Linked DNA regions of Zea mays: region 1 is linked to region 2. A link is a contact called in public Hi-C data. All regions are on one chromosome and are shown on one strand. Each heading gives the region's core, a stretch centred on a gene start, on an enhancer-like site or on the middle of the called end of the contact. The rest is flanking DNA. Distances are from core to core; before and after follow the strand shown.

What was found. Hi-C and Micro-C count contacts between places; a contact is called where the count stands out from the background.
Region 1: a contact with region 2 is called in a Hi-C map of leaf, with 1.9 times the contacts expected there. The contact joins the promoter of LOC100283222 here to the enhancer-like site in region 2. A contact is called at or near these places in 2 of 25 Hi-C or Micro-C datasets (ear and leaf).

The regions. Positions count from the first base shown.
Region 1 is chr10:123,954,384-123,960,271 of Zm-B73-REFERENCE-NAM-5.0, reverse strand. LOC100283222 (chemocyanin) reads left to right here and starts at 1,856. Exons shown (of 2, transcript NM_001156124.1): 1 at 1,856-2,173; 2 at 2,478-2,838. The coding sequence starts at 1,984. The coding sequence ends at 2,677.
Region 2 is chr10:123,797,037-123,802,930 of Zm-B73-REFERENCE-NAM-5.0, reverse strand. No RefSeq gene overlaps it. Among protein-coding and RNA genes, the nearest start is that of LOC103641707, 65 kb to the left of the region's middle. Within about 2 kb of position 1,515, at least 6 of the 20 cell types and tissues checked have an H3K27ac peak or open chromatin away from gene starts, as enhancers often do. A contact at or near this core is called in leaf, where this site is marked.

The DNA of each region.
Region 1 (5,888 bases), core at 607-3,106, 160 kb before region 2:
TACGATAGTACTACTAGTGATGAGAGGGACGCTAGCTAGCTGCTCTGCTCTGCGTTGTGTCCTCGATCAAACGAGAGGGATGGCCATGCAGACGCGGCAGCGCCCGACTGTTTGCATGGGCTATAAAATGGACCGCCACCTCAATCGATAGTCCTCCTAGTACACACTAGAGCAGTCGATGGCCTCCTCCATTTCACTGCTCGTCACCATCATGTTGTTGCTGCTGCTGCCGTCGTCACCTGCTTGCTCCTCGTTGAGTTGCAGGCTTGACTTCACCAGTGTGGCGCTGCACTCCTGCCAGGAGACGGCACCACAAAACCCTACTGCCACATGATGCGACGCCCTCCTCTACTCCATCGACATCTGGCCAATTCATGAACTAGAAAAAGGTCTTTGCTGCCTATGTGTGTACATGGTTTCAAGGAACACTACCTTTGACCTGCCTACGTCTCATGCGGGGGTAAAGACTCAAGTAATGTGCTGCAGTGGAATGCCATCATCCCTCGCCCTATAGACTGCAACGGTAAGTCACGGACTTTCCTTAATTAATCATGTGGGGGTAAAGACTCAAGCATGCGGGAATGCAGCAGCAGCGTAGCCGGCAAGCAATGCTGCTGTTGGGCTGGTAGTGGTACGATAATGATGAGAGACTGCTGCTGCTGGGCTGGTTGTACGATAATACTATTAGTGATGAGAGTGACGCTAGCTAGCTGCTCTGCTCTGCGTTGCTCTGCTATGTGTCCCCGATCAAACGAGAGAGGGATGGCCCATGCAGACGCAGCAGCGCCCGGCTGTTTGCATGTGCTATAAAATGGACCAACACCTCAATCGAGAGGGACGGCCGGGTCACAATCGCCACTAACCTACCCACTATACGTACATACTATAGCAGCCGATGGCCTCCTCCTCCGTTTCGCTGCTCGTCACCACATCATGTTGCCGCCGTCACCTACTTGCTCCTCGTTTAGTTGTAGGCTTGATTTCACCAGCGTGACACTCAGTAAAGATTACTCTTCGGTTGTGTTGGTAATGGTTGGCGAGTGCTGACTCTTGTTGTTGGGAAGCAGCGACCTAGCAGCAACAAAAGTCGCTGTATAAAGGAGCACGCATACGATATGATGTGCGGAAATGCCGTTCCAGTCATGAGTGTTCCAGTCGACATCGACATGACAATTGAATGTTTTCTCGATATCGATCGTCTTCGGTCGTGGACCACATGCACTCCCAACCGCTCAGCTTGCTAGCTTTGACGTCAAGGCGACGTACGGGTATATATACACTGCTTGTAGGTCGATGTGAACATAGCAACGTCAGCGTATGTGTGAGCTTTTCATGGTCTTTCGTAATCGAACGATAGTGTACAATAGCAATCAAGCTACTAGGAACAGTACTGTAACCAAGAAGCTAGCTTTTGTACGTAGCTTCTCCCCCACACACACCTAAACACACTTAATAAGTAGGTGTAAAAAGGAATGCACGCGCGTGTATACATTGGTGCACGTAACATCTATATATATTATCTAGCTGCGTGGTGCTGCTAGCTTTACGTTTTTCTACACTTGCACTTGCTTGACGACGCCTTGGGAGAGGCCTCCAAAACATCCATCTTGTCGATCAGCTCGTCGTCACCCATCCCAGCTATCATCTTCTCCGTCCAGAGGCGTCCATCGCCGGCGTACGTCCTCGGTCCAAATAAAAAGTAATGGGGCGCCTCCGTTGTGGGTCGTTGGCCGAACCCTCCTCGCTCCATTTCCACCCGCCTTTTGCATCTCGACGGGGCCTACTTGCCTTCACGCCTCCACTCCACTTCAATGGATGGAGCCTATAAAACGGGAGCACCCCCGGCGGCCATTGCCAACCACCAGTCCACTCATCATCGCCATCTCTTCTCTTGTTTTGCTCGCTCTATACATACCAGAGAGGTAGGTAGCTAGCTAGCTAGTGGTGAACGTACAATAATACAATCAGCACAGCAAGACAGTAATGGCGCAGCGGCAGGGAAGAGGCAGTGGTGCTGTGGCCCTTGCGGCGGCGGCGGCGGTGCTCCTCTGCGTGCTCCTTCATGCCCACGTCGCGGAGTCGGCCGTGTTCACCGTCGGCGACCGTGGCGGCTGGAGCTTCAGCACCGGTACCTGGACTAACGGCAAGCGCTTCAAAGCTGGGGACGTCCTAGGTACTGTACCAGTGACCTTCCTTCCTGTCGCATCGATCGATATATATCCAAGGCAGGGCGATATGTCTTATGCTTATGCAGCAGAGAATCTTGGCCGACCGATCGAATTGAACACACGACACGTACCAGTAGTGGCCTTTTAAATGCTCATAAACATAAGCAGGCGTGTTAAGGCGTACGATTAACTATATAGATTCGTAGCTCTGTATACTACATAGACTACAGCTGCATGGGTTGAGATTTTAGATCGAATTATCTGAACTTTTGGTGGTGGTGGTGGTCGGCGCCGCCGGCCGCGGTGCAGTGTTCAAGTACGACTCGACGGCGCACAACGTGGTGGTGGTGAACGCGGCCGGCTACAAAGGCTGCTCGGCGCCGCGGGGCGCCAAGGTGTACACGTCCGGCAACGACCGCGTCACGCTGGCCCGCGGCACCAACTACTTCATCTGCAGCATCCCCGGCCACTGCCAGTCCGGCATGAAGATCGCCGTCACCGCCGCCTGAGTCCTGACCGATCGCGGCCGCCGCCGGCACGCCTGCTGCCGCGGGCTACATACATCTACCTATCGACTGCCTGATTGTCAGTTCGACTGGCTTGTATCGACTCCCTGATTGTTATATATATATGAATAAAACACACCATCATGATTCGATGTGTAAAGTAACAATGTGGTGTGTGCACTGCTGAGTACTATCTATATGCAACACCTAAATTTTGGGAGATTAATGGGTGTTTGGTTTGATGAATCACTCCAACCAAAATGAAGTGATGTGTCATGGGTGCTGTCCGATGACCGATTATATGTTTTCACCTTATTAAAAAAAACAAAGGGTCAGCCAGGCTGGGCCGCTACAAGGCCTAAGGCCGAGCAGCCCACCCAGCTAGCTGGTAGAGAGGACGCATGTTCCTAGGGCAAGAGAGAGAGACCGCAGAAGGAAGCAAGCGAGCGGACAGAGGGAGAAAGGAAGCGGGAGGCTGGCGGCGGCGCTCACCGGCCGATCTGTTCGGCTCCCGCCGAAATCCACGCCACCCCCTGCGTAACTTCCTGGAGTTCGGCTCCTTAAAGAATGGGCACTTTCTCCCTCCCGGTATCGCACTGTGAGACTCGCTGCTCCACCTTTTCTCTTCCTGCCCGTTGATACAACTGCCGCCGCCATTGCTTGCTGTGGCTGCCGCACTTGTGGAGGATTGTATTCCTCTCTGTTGGATTTAGAGGTGGCACGGTGCTGCTAGGTTGCGTACTGTATTGCACGGTGCTGCTCGGTTGCGTACTGTATTCCTCTCTGTTACTGTGCTTGGGTACCTGTGTGGTGCCGTGCACTCTGGCTGGTCTCTGTCCATCGTGGCCTGGTGCTTGGGCTTCCTGCTGCGCGGTGTTCATCTTCTCGGGCTGGTGCCGTGGACGTCTCCCTCGGCTCCGGCAGCGGCTCTAGTATCTCCGTCAACCTCCCGCCGTGCAGGCCCGGACGTGGGCGGTGGAATTGGTTTTCTGGGACAGAACCTTGTGTTCGCTGAGCTGATCTTCCCACGTAGACAATCTACGTGCAGTGAGTTATCCGTTGCCTCACTTTATTTACTGTTTAATTTTTGTGCAATCTGCTAGTATTATTTACTTGGGTGTGATTGCGCAATCTGGGGGCGGATTTGATTGCTCGATGATGATAGCGGTGTAGTGAGACGACGTGACAGTCTGGGTTTTAGTGTATTGTTATTTTCAGCAGTAATATTATTTATGCCTAGTAATTTCTTTCACAATTGTGCAAACTGATTATTCAAGTTCATTATTGTTCCTTAATTCTGCGCACACTGTTTTGATCTTGATATTCATGCTTGATTTCTAGGCTCATAATATTTAATCTAAAACCCTGATTTGGTAAGATTGGACTGTCACGTTAGTCAAGTATCTTTGATCACCTATTAGCGTTGGAGGGCTGTTTATTACAGCAACCCGCTATTTTGAGAGCAACATTTTACGATAAACAATCATGTTTATTAGTTTAATCTGCCTTCTTCATCTGCAAGCCATCTTTAATTATAAAATGGATCTGAGTAGCTATTTTACATGTTTACATGTTCTAGAATTGCTACTATTCATTGCTGCAATAATTACATATGGCATTTGTCTGAGTTATATGCTTGTTTTATTCGGAATTAGAATATTTAATTTATTTAAATATATTGGAAGCATGTCACTTATTTCTATAATATTACAACAATCCAGAAAACCAATTTGTATAATGGCCTCCAGTTCTGATGTCATTAAGCCTGAAGCGTTCGACGGCGCAAGCTTTAAGCGCTGGCAGATTAAGACTCGCATGTGGCTCACTGACCTAAAATTATTTTGGGTAGTGACGTCGGCTGTTCCACAGGCTGCATCAGATGATTCTGATGATGCAGTGAAGGCCGCCGCACTAGCGGAGAAGGCCAAGTGGGACGAAGCCAATGAGGCATGCTTGTCTCGTCTGCTGAACGTCTTGTCGAACCGCTTATTTGACGTGTACTCTGGTTTTACCTCCGCCAAGGGTCTATGGACTGAACTTGAGAACGAGTTCTCTGAAGTTGACAATGGCAATGAGTCATTCACAACGGAAAACTACCTCAACTATAAAATGGTTGAGGGAAGGTCTGTTATGGAGCAGCTACAGGAGATTCAACTCCTTGTTAGGGACTTGGTCCAATATGGCTGCGTCCTACCAGACAGTTTTCAGGTGAATGCAATACTGGCAAAGCTTCCGCCTTCTTGGCGAGACTTTGTGACTTCACGCCGTCACATGAAGAAGCAAATGACTCTCACTGAGTTGTCAGCTGCGATAAATGTAGAAGAGCGTGCAAGGTCCAGTAACAAGCCATCCCAGCAACTCCAGGCTCACGTTGTTGAGAAGGGTGGAGACAGAAAATTCCAGAAGAAGAAGAAGAACTCTCCACAGAAGAATCTGAACCAACCTAAGTCCAAAAAGATGAAGAAGAAAAAGGAGGACTTTATCTGCTACGTTTGTGGTGTCTCCGGGCATACAGCTCGGAGGTGCAAACTTAGGAAGGGAAAAGGTCCTCCACCTCAGCGCAAAGAAGGGAACGTGGTGGTTAACTCCACCCCAGGGTATGCACTTCATGCCTTTATGGCAAGTCCATCAGATGACTGGTGGATGGATTCCGGTGCTACTGTTCATATTTGTGTTGATCGATCCATGTTCTCTTCATTCCAGGGATACAGCAGCGCACCAGTCTTGATGGGAAATGGTGTTCCGGCAGCAGTTCGAGGTACTAGACAGGTCTACCTGAAGTTAACTTCAGGAAAGACGCTCGTGCTGAAGGACGTACTCTATGTGCCCTCGATGAGCCGGAACCTCATTTCAGTGTCGCTGCTATGTCGACAGGGTCTCAAATTAGTGTTTGAGTCTAATAAAGTGGTCCTGTCTAAGTTTGGTACTTTTGTTGGAAAGTCATATGAGTCAGGCGGTTTGTTCCGTCTTTCTGTTTTGAACAATCATTCTTCTTACCATGTTAATGTGGTCTGTAATAACGACTCCATTAATAATATATGGCATTCCCGTTTGTGTCATGTGAATTTTGAGGCCATTAAAAGATTAAGTGACATGTCTTTAATTCCTGAATATAAACATGTTAAAGGTGTAAAATGTGGTATTTGTGTGCAAGCTAAGCAGCCTAGAAAACCGTTTCATACGGTTGAAGGCAGAAGTACCACTCCTTTAGAAC
Region 2 (5,894 bases), core at 266-2,765:
ATACTTTAGACCTGAGTTCTATAAGCCAAAGATGTATTTGAGATTAAGGAGCAACTTTGCTTTAGGAGGATGGATAAGTTTGCTTTTGATATGTGGATTAGAAGTGGTGAAGTACTTAGGGTGGTTGAGTATCTCTAACCCCTAAACTGGAGCCCAAAAGTGGATTTGGAGATCTAGCCACATTTTGCAAGAGGTAAAAATACCAAGTTGATAGGATTTCCAAAGTTGCACGATTTTGTTATTTGAATATTTCCAAGTTGTGTGAAGAAATTTGGAGAAATTCACAAAGTTTCAGTTTTGGAGTTCCTGAAAATCGCAGCAACTAGGCAATTTTAGTCCTTTGTAACTTTTGATCTAGAACCATTTTGAAGATGATCATTATAACAAAGTTATAGAGCTACATGAGGAGTATAAGGTTGGTTTAGTCATATAGCTCTAAAACTATTTGGAACTTTGAGTAAAACTGGTCCAAAGTAAAGCTGTCAAAAATTGTGGATTTCAGACTTAGTGAAATTCAGATTCTGAATTTCAGCAATTGGAGCAAACTTTGGGCTATTGTAGTTTGGAATTCAATAGGTTTTGGTTAATGGTTACTATATAAAACTTGTAGAGGAACTATAGGAGTATAAACTTTATTAAGCAACTTGCCCCTAAAAACATTTGGGACCCAGGAAAAAGAGTGGTTCCAAGTGGTGCTGTTGTATTTCTGAATTTTCAGATTGGAAACAGTAACTGAAACTGAATTTCAGTGTTTTGATAGCAGTTTTGAAGCCTATTTGTGGCTATTCTATAAGGTTTTGTGCTGTGGTGTTTGTAGAATAAGTGAAGACCATATAATGTGGAATAACTTTCTTTAAAGGTGATGGACATGATCCTATACGAAAATTGGAGTAACAGCTGCTCAAATTTGGACTGTCTGGTGGCTGAAACTGAATTGTATTCAGTCCACTGTAAACTGAAATTCAGCACAAGGGTGTCTAGTTTGGAGCCCTATGGTAATTATTGCAAGGAGATTTGGGTTAGAAATTCTTTAGCAAACTGAAAGGCCATATATAGGAGAACAAATTCCCTTGAGAGGGTTGGACTTGATACTACACAAAGCTAGGAGAAAAAGGTGTTCAATCTGTTTCTGTCAGGCATGTGGAGTGCAGTTTTAATGCAGTAACTGTTGATATGGTTTAATGTTTTTCTCCTAACTTTGGAGCTGTTTTGTATCTGATCCAAGGAGTGTAAGGCTTGAGTCCCTATGGCAAAGTGATAGAGAGTTAGTTGGTGAACAGGGATTATTAAGGTTAGTCCTCTTGTTGCTGTTTGGAACCAAGAGAAATAAAGGAGTGAAGTTGTGAGTTCAGTCCAACAGTGGTAGTTCAGTGTGCTCCAAAACAAATATCTGCAGTCAAGGACAAGGGGATATTTGGGCTGTAAAAAAAATATCAACCAAGTGCAGTGTATCGGCTGAACCTGTGAACCTGAGTGATATGGGAGCAGTGAGAAGTGGGGCATTAATGAGTTTTGTTTGCTGTCTGTAGATATGGACAGGGATGATATTTGTGTGTGTCAGGTAATATCTTGGCTGCTGAAGTTGACCCAGTTCAGTGCTGCACTTGGGTTCTGAAGAAGATCACCTCGACCCTGCTGATGTCACTTATGTATGTAAGTGGGGATAAGGTTGTAGTGTATGACCGATGGTCTAGGGGCTTAATTTGCTGCTGGGAAAATATCTAAGTTGGACTGTTTTGAGAGCAGTAAGCAAGTGAAGGTTTATCTGCTAGCTACTGAATGAGTGAATTAAATAATGGAAATTCTAGTGGTCTCACCCCTGCAGATAATATCAAGCCCTGGGCCATAGTACAAGCCACCGTGGGGGTCTCATCCACTTCCTCTCCTATCTGCTTGCTGAAGCAAAGAGTGGATATTTTGGGGATGTTAGAGCAGACCACATAGTGTCCTAGGTGCACGTGTAGACTTGTGTGCATTTAGTGCATGGGAGCCACGTCATATAGTATGCTGTGTTGGCATCCCTTGTATTCTTGCACTGAATTGTGGATGAGCTCAGTGACCCCTCCCCATGCCTATTTATTCAGTGTGTTCCACGGCTGAGTTCAGAAAAGCTTTTCTCCCTTGTTCTCGAGCTCTAGTCCCAGTCCACTACAAAGGTGCTGGAGTCCTGGTATTCTTGCTGGTGTGCATCCTCTCTTTCAGCCACCAATTTTGCTTTACTCCAGAGCTGAATGCCAACCTCTTGTTTGTGGTGACCAAACCCAACCGTTCTTCACCTCCCCGTGGACAAGGCTTCCCACAAGTATTCTTGACCGTGTACTACTTGTTCCATGCTCGACAAAGGTTAGTGAAGCTCACACCATTTACTACTTGTACTCTATCACTGTCTGTTGCTGGGAACTAGGTGTAAAATTTGCTAAAAAAATAGGCTGTTGGATTTTTGGACCCCAGACTTAGTGCAGAAGACTGAAACTAGGTTCTAGTGTGTTGAGCTCCACTTTGGTGCTTCATAAAAATTGTTCTAAATGTTTTCAACCTAGGGGTGCTATACCAAAGTAGTAGAGCTATATCTAAGGAATAACTTTGGTAATGTGAGCTTGGTCTGTTGCTGTGTAAAAATTGGAGAAAAGGTTGGCTAAAGTTGGTCTGTCAGGCTGGACACAAAACTGAATTTTTATTCAGTTCTGTGAACTGAATTGCAGCAGTATGCCTAGTTTGGAATTCATTTGTGACTGATTCATGGGGTTTTGGATTAAGGGTTCCATAGCAAAGTTGTAGACCATAGTAAAGTAAACAAGTTTGCTAAAGTTAGATGGACCTGGTTCCACATAAATTTGGGAGTAAAAGTGGCCAAAAGATGGACTGTCAGGTGTTGGGATTCAGACTTAGAATAATATTTAAGTCTGGATATGTGTGTTTTTACCCAACTTTGGAGCCTTGTGGTAATAAATCCAAAGATATTTGGGTTAAGAGTCTGTAGCAAAATGAGAGACCAGATATAGATGAACAAGTTTTGTGCAAAGAGTGGGCTTGGTACTGTATGGAATTTAGAGAATAGCCTGCTGCAAAACCCTCTATCGGACTCAGTATTGTGCTGTTTCAGAAATTAGAAACTAAATTTTCAGTGTTCTGCTTAACTTTGGATTGCCATAACTCTTGCTCTAAACATTTTCAACCTGTGATTTCTATACCAAGTTGGTAGAGCTATGTCTAGAGAATAACTTTGAGTAAATGAGTTGGGTTTGTTGTTGAGGGAATTTGTGAGTTACAAAGCACTGAACAGAGGGAGAGGAATGGAGCACTAGAAGATGAATTCAGAGAAACGAAAACAGGTTCAGTGAATTGTGGCTGATTCTTGGACACTATAACTTGTAGTACATGCAGTGTGGATCCTTGCTTAATGCATAAATGAAGTACTTGGTTGGTTATGGAAGCAAGGTTTTCTAGTTTGGTTGGTAAATTGAGTTGTGATATTAGAGTATTTAGCTCTCTTAAGGTTTTGTTAGCTTTTGTGTGCACCTTTAGAGAGGTGTAATTCTTGTGATGCTTTTTAGTATTTTCTTTTCAGGTTGCATAAGCATAAGCATTCATGTTCATATCTTTACATGTAGAATTCCTAGAAGAAGAAGATGAAATTCAAGAAGTGGTTTCGGAAGAGGAGTCTGCTTCAGTGCTTGCTCATCAAGTGATGGGAGCCATCTAACTGGGTATTTAATAGAGGGATTTGGAACCTCTTCATTGCAATAAGGCAAGCCCCGGTGCATTTACCCCTTCCTTGTATTTTTAAAAGATTTTTATACACTTTAAGTCTAGTGAAATGTGCATTAAGTTTATAGGAGTTGCTTGGAAACTATTGGATGCATTGCCTACCTTGATATCCATACCTTTATAGATACTTCTGATGAAGTATCAAAATACAATTTACAAAAATGCTTAGCCCTGCTTAGATCTTGTGGATAGAGGTTGTCTTTTGCATTAATGCCTAGCTCAGGGGATATCCTGAGGAAGGATGGCTTATACCTGCAAGAATATTTTCATTGGGAGCATGATGGGATCTTACTGCAAAGTTCCCTATAATGCTCTTTTCATCCTAAGGAACACAAACAATTCTAAGGATGGAAGTACTTAAATCGGGACTTGGGCTAGGAACATGTGATGTTCTACCCAGGTTAATTAAGGATTGGATGCGTATGTAGGCCTGTATGATCAAGGACTATCTTAACTGGCCACGATATGGGACAGGGTAAGCTTGAACCCGACTATTCCATACATGAAAAGACAATCGCGCACTGTGAGTGGAGAGATGGCAAGAGTGGCACGTACCCTCCTGGCAAAGTACCGCCTAAAAGCGGTGGTGTGCTCTCGGGTGGCGCGGACCTGTTCACGTTGTGGAGGATTTGTGGGAACGGCTGACATATGCAAGGGTTAAGTGCTACATATGTCGTGTGGTTAGAGATCCTCAGCTGAGTAAATCGATTTGGATCGCCGTTATATCCCCGGAGAGTGGAGACTTGATCTCCGACCTGCAACCTAAGTCAGGATGTAAACATTATGAATAAAAATGATGTTGTATTGATGAGATGGTGAAATTAGACTAGATGCAACCAGAGTCTATTAATATTTAATCTGACGTTAAAATATTGAAAGTAAGGACTCACTATAGTAAGTTATTTCTGCAAAAGTATCTAAGTTGATTCTTGCTAAAGCCTTTTCCTTGATTCCTATTTAACCAGCATATCCTTGAGAGTCATTTTTCTTAGTCGGCTAAGACTTGCGAAAGTACACTTCGTACTCAGGGTTTTCGAACCCATGTTGTTGTAGGTGATGAGGAGTACTCTAGGTGTTCCTAAGGCTGGAGGGTGTTTCCAGTTCTGGAGGAAGATTAGTTAGGCTTATGTTTAAGCTTTGGAGGGTTCCTACCTTCCTGATATTGTAATAAGTTATGCACTTTGAGTATATCAGGACTTGTAATAAATGTAACTGTTCCTATGTAATAACCTTCCGTTTTAGAAATAAAAAGAATATTTTGTAAAGTCTTCCGCTATTATCTCCGAAGTGTGTGTATCGAATGTGATTACTGTAATATGCATGTATGGTGGGAGATCCTTGGGATGATGAGTTCAAGTTGTTGAACTCGTGATAGCCTTGTTAAGTTACCTGACACACGTGCATAGCCATCTGAGGCCATCAAGGCAAGGATTGGTGCATGTGGGCCCGATAACTTGGGAGGGCTGCCACAAACCCGCACAAAGCTAAACCCGGACAAGTGCGTCTTTGGTGTCTCCGCAGGGAATTTGCTGGGGTTCCTGGTTTTGTACCGGGGCATTGAAGCAAACCCGGAGAAGATCAAGGCGATGAGGCGATGAGGCCTCCGGTCTGTATCAAGGACGTCCAGAAGCTAACGGGGTCATTAGCCGCTCTTAGCCGCTTCATTTCAAGGCTGGCTGAGAGGGCGCTACCCTTCTTCAAGCTGTTGCGGAAGTCCGGCCCATTCTCTTGGACCGAAGAGGCAGAACAAGCATTCCAAGAGTTGAAGCAGCACCTGGTGTCCCTACCAATACTGGTAGCCCCAGAGCCTGGGGAGCCGTTGTATTTATACATCGCGGCGGCTACAGAAGCGGTGAGCATGGTGTTGGTCGTCGAAAGGACATCACAAGAAGGCCAGGAACCTGAGGACTCGGGACCAGCTGCCGGGGTCCGGACCGTTCAGAGGCCGGTCTACTACGTCAGCGAGGTCCTCCACGAGGCGAAGACCAGGTACCTTGAGACGCACAAACTTCTCTATGCTGTGCTTGTTGCGTCCAGGAAGCTGCGTCACTATTTCCAGACACACAGGGTCGTGGTGGTGACCTCCTTTACGTTAAGGGTCATCCTCCACAACTCTAACGCCATAG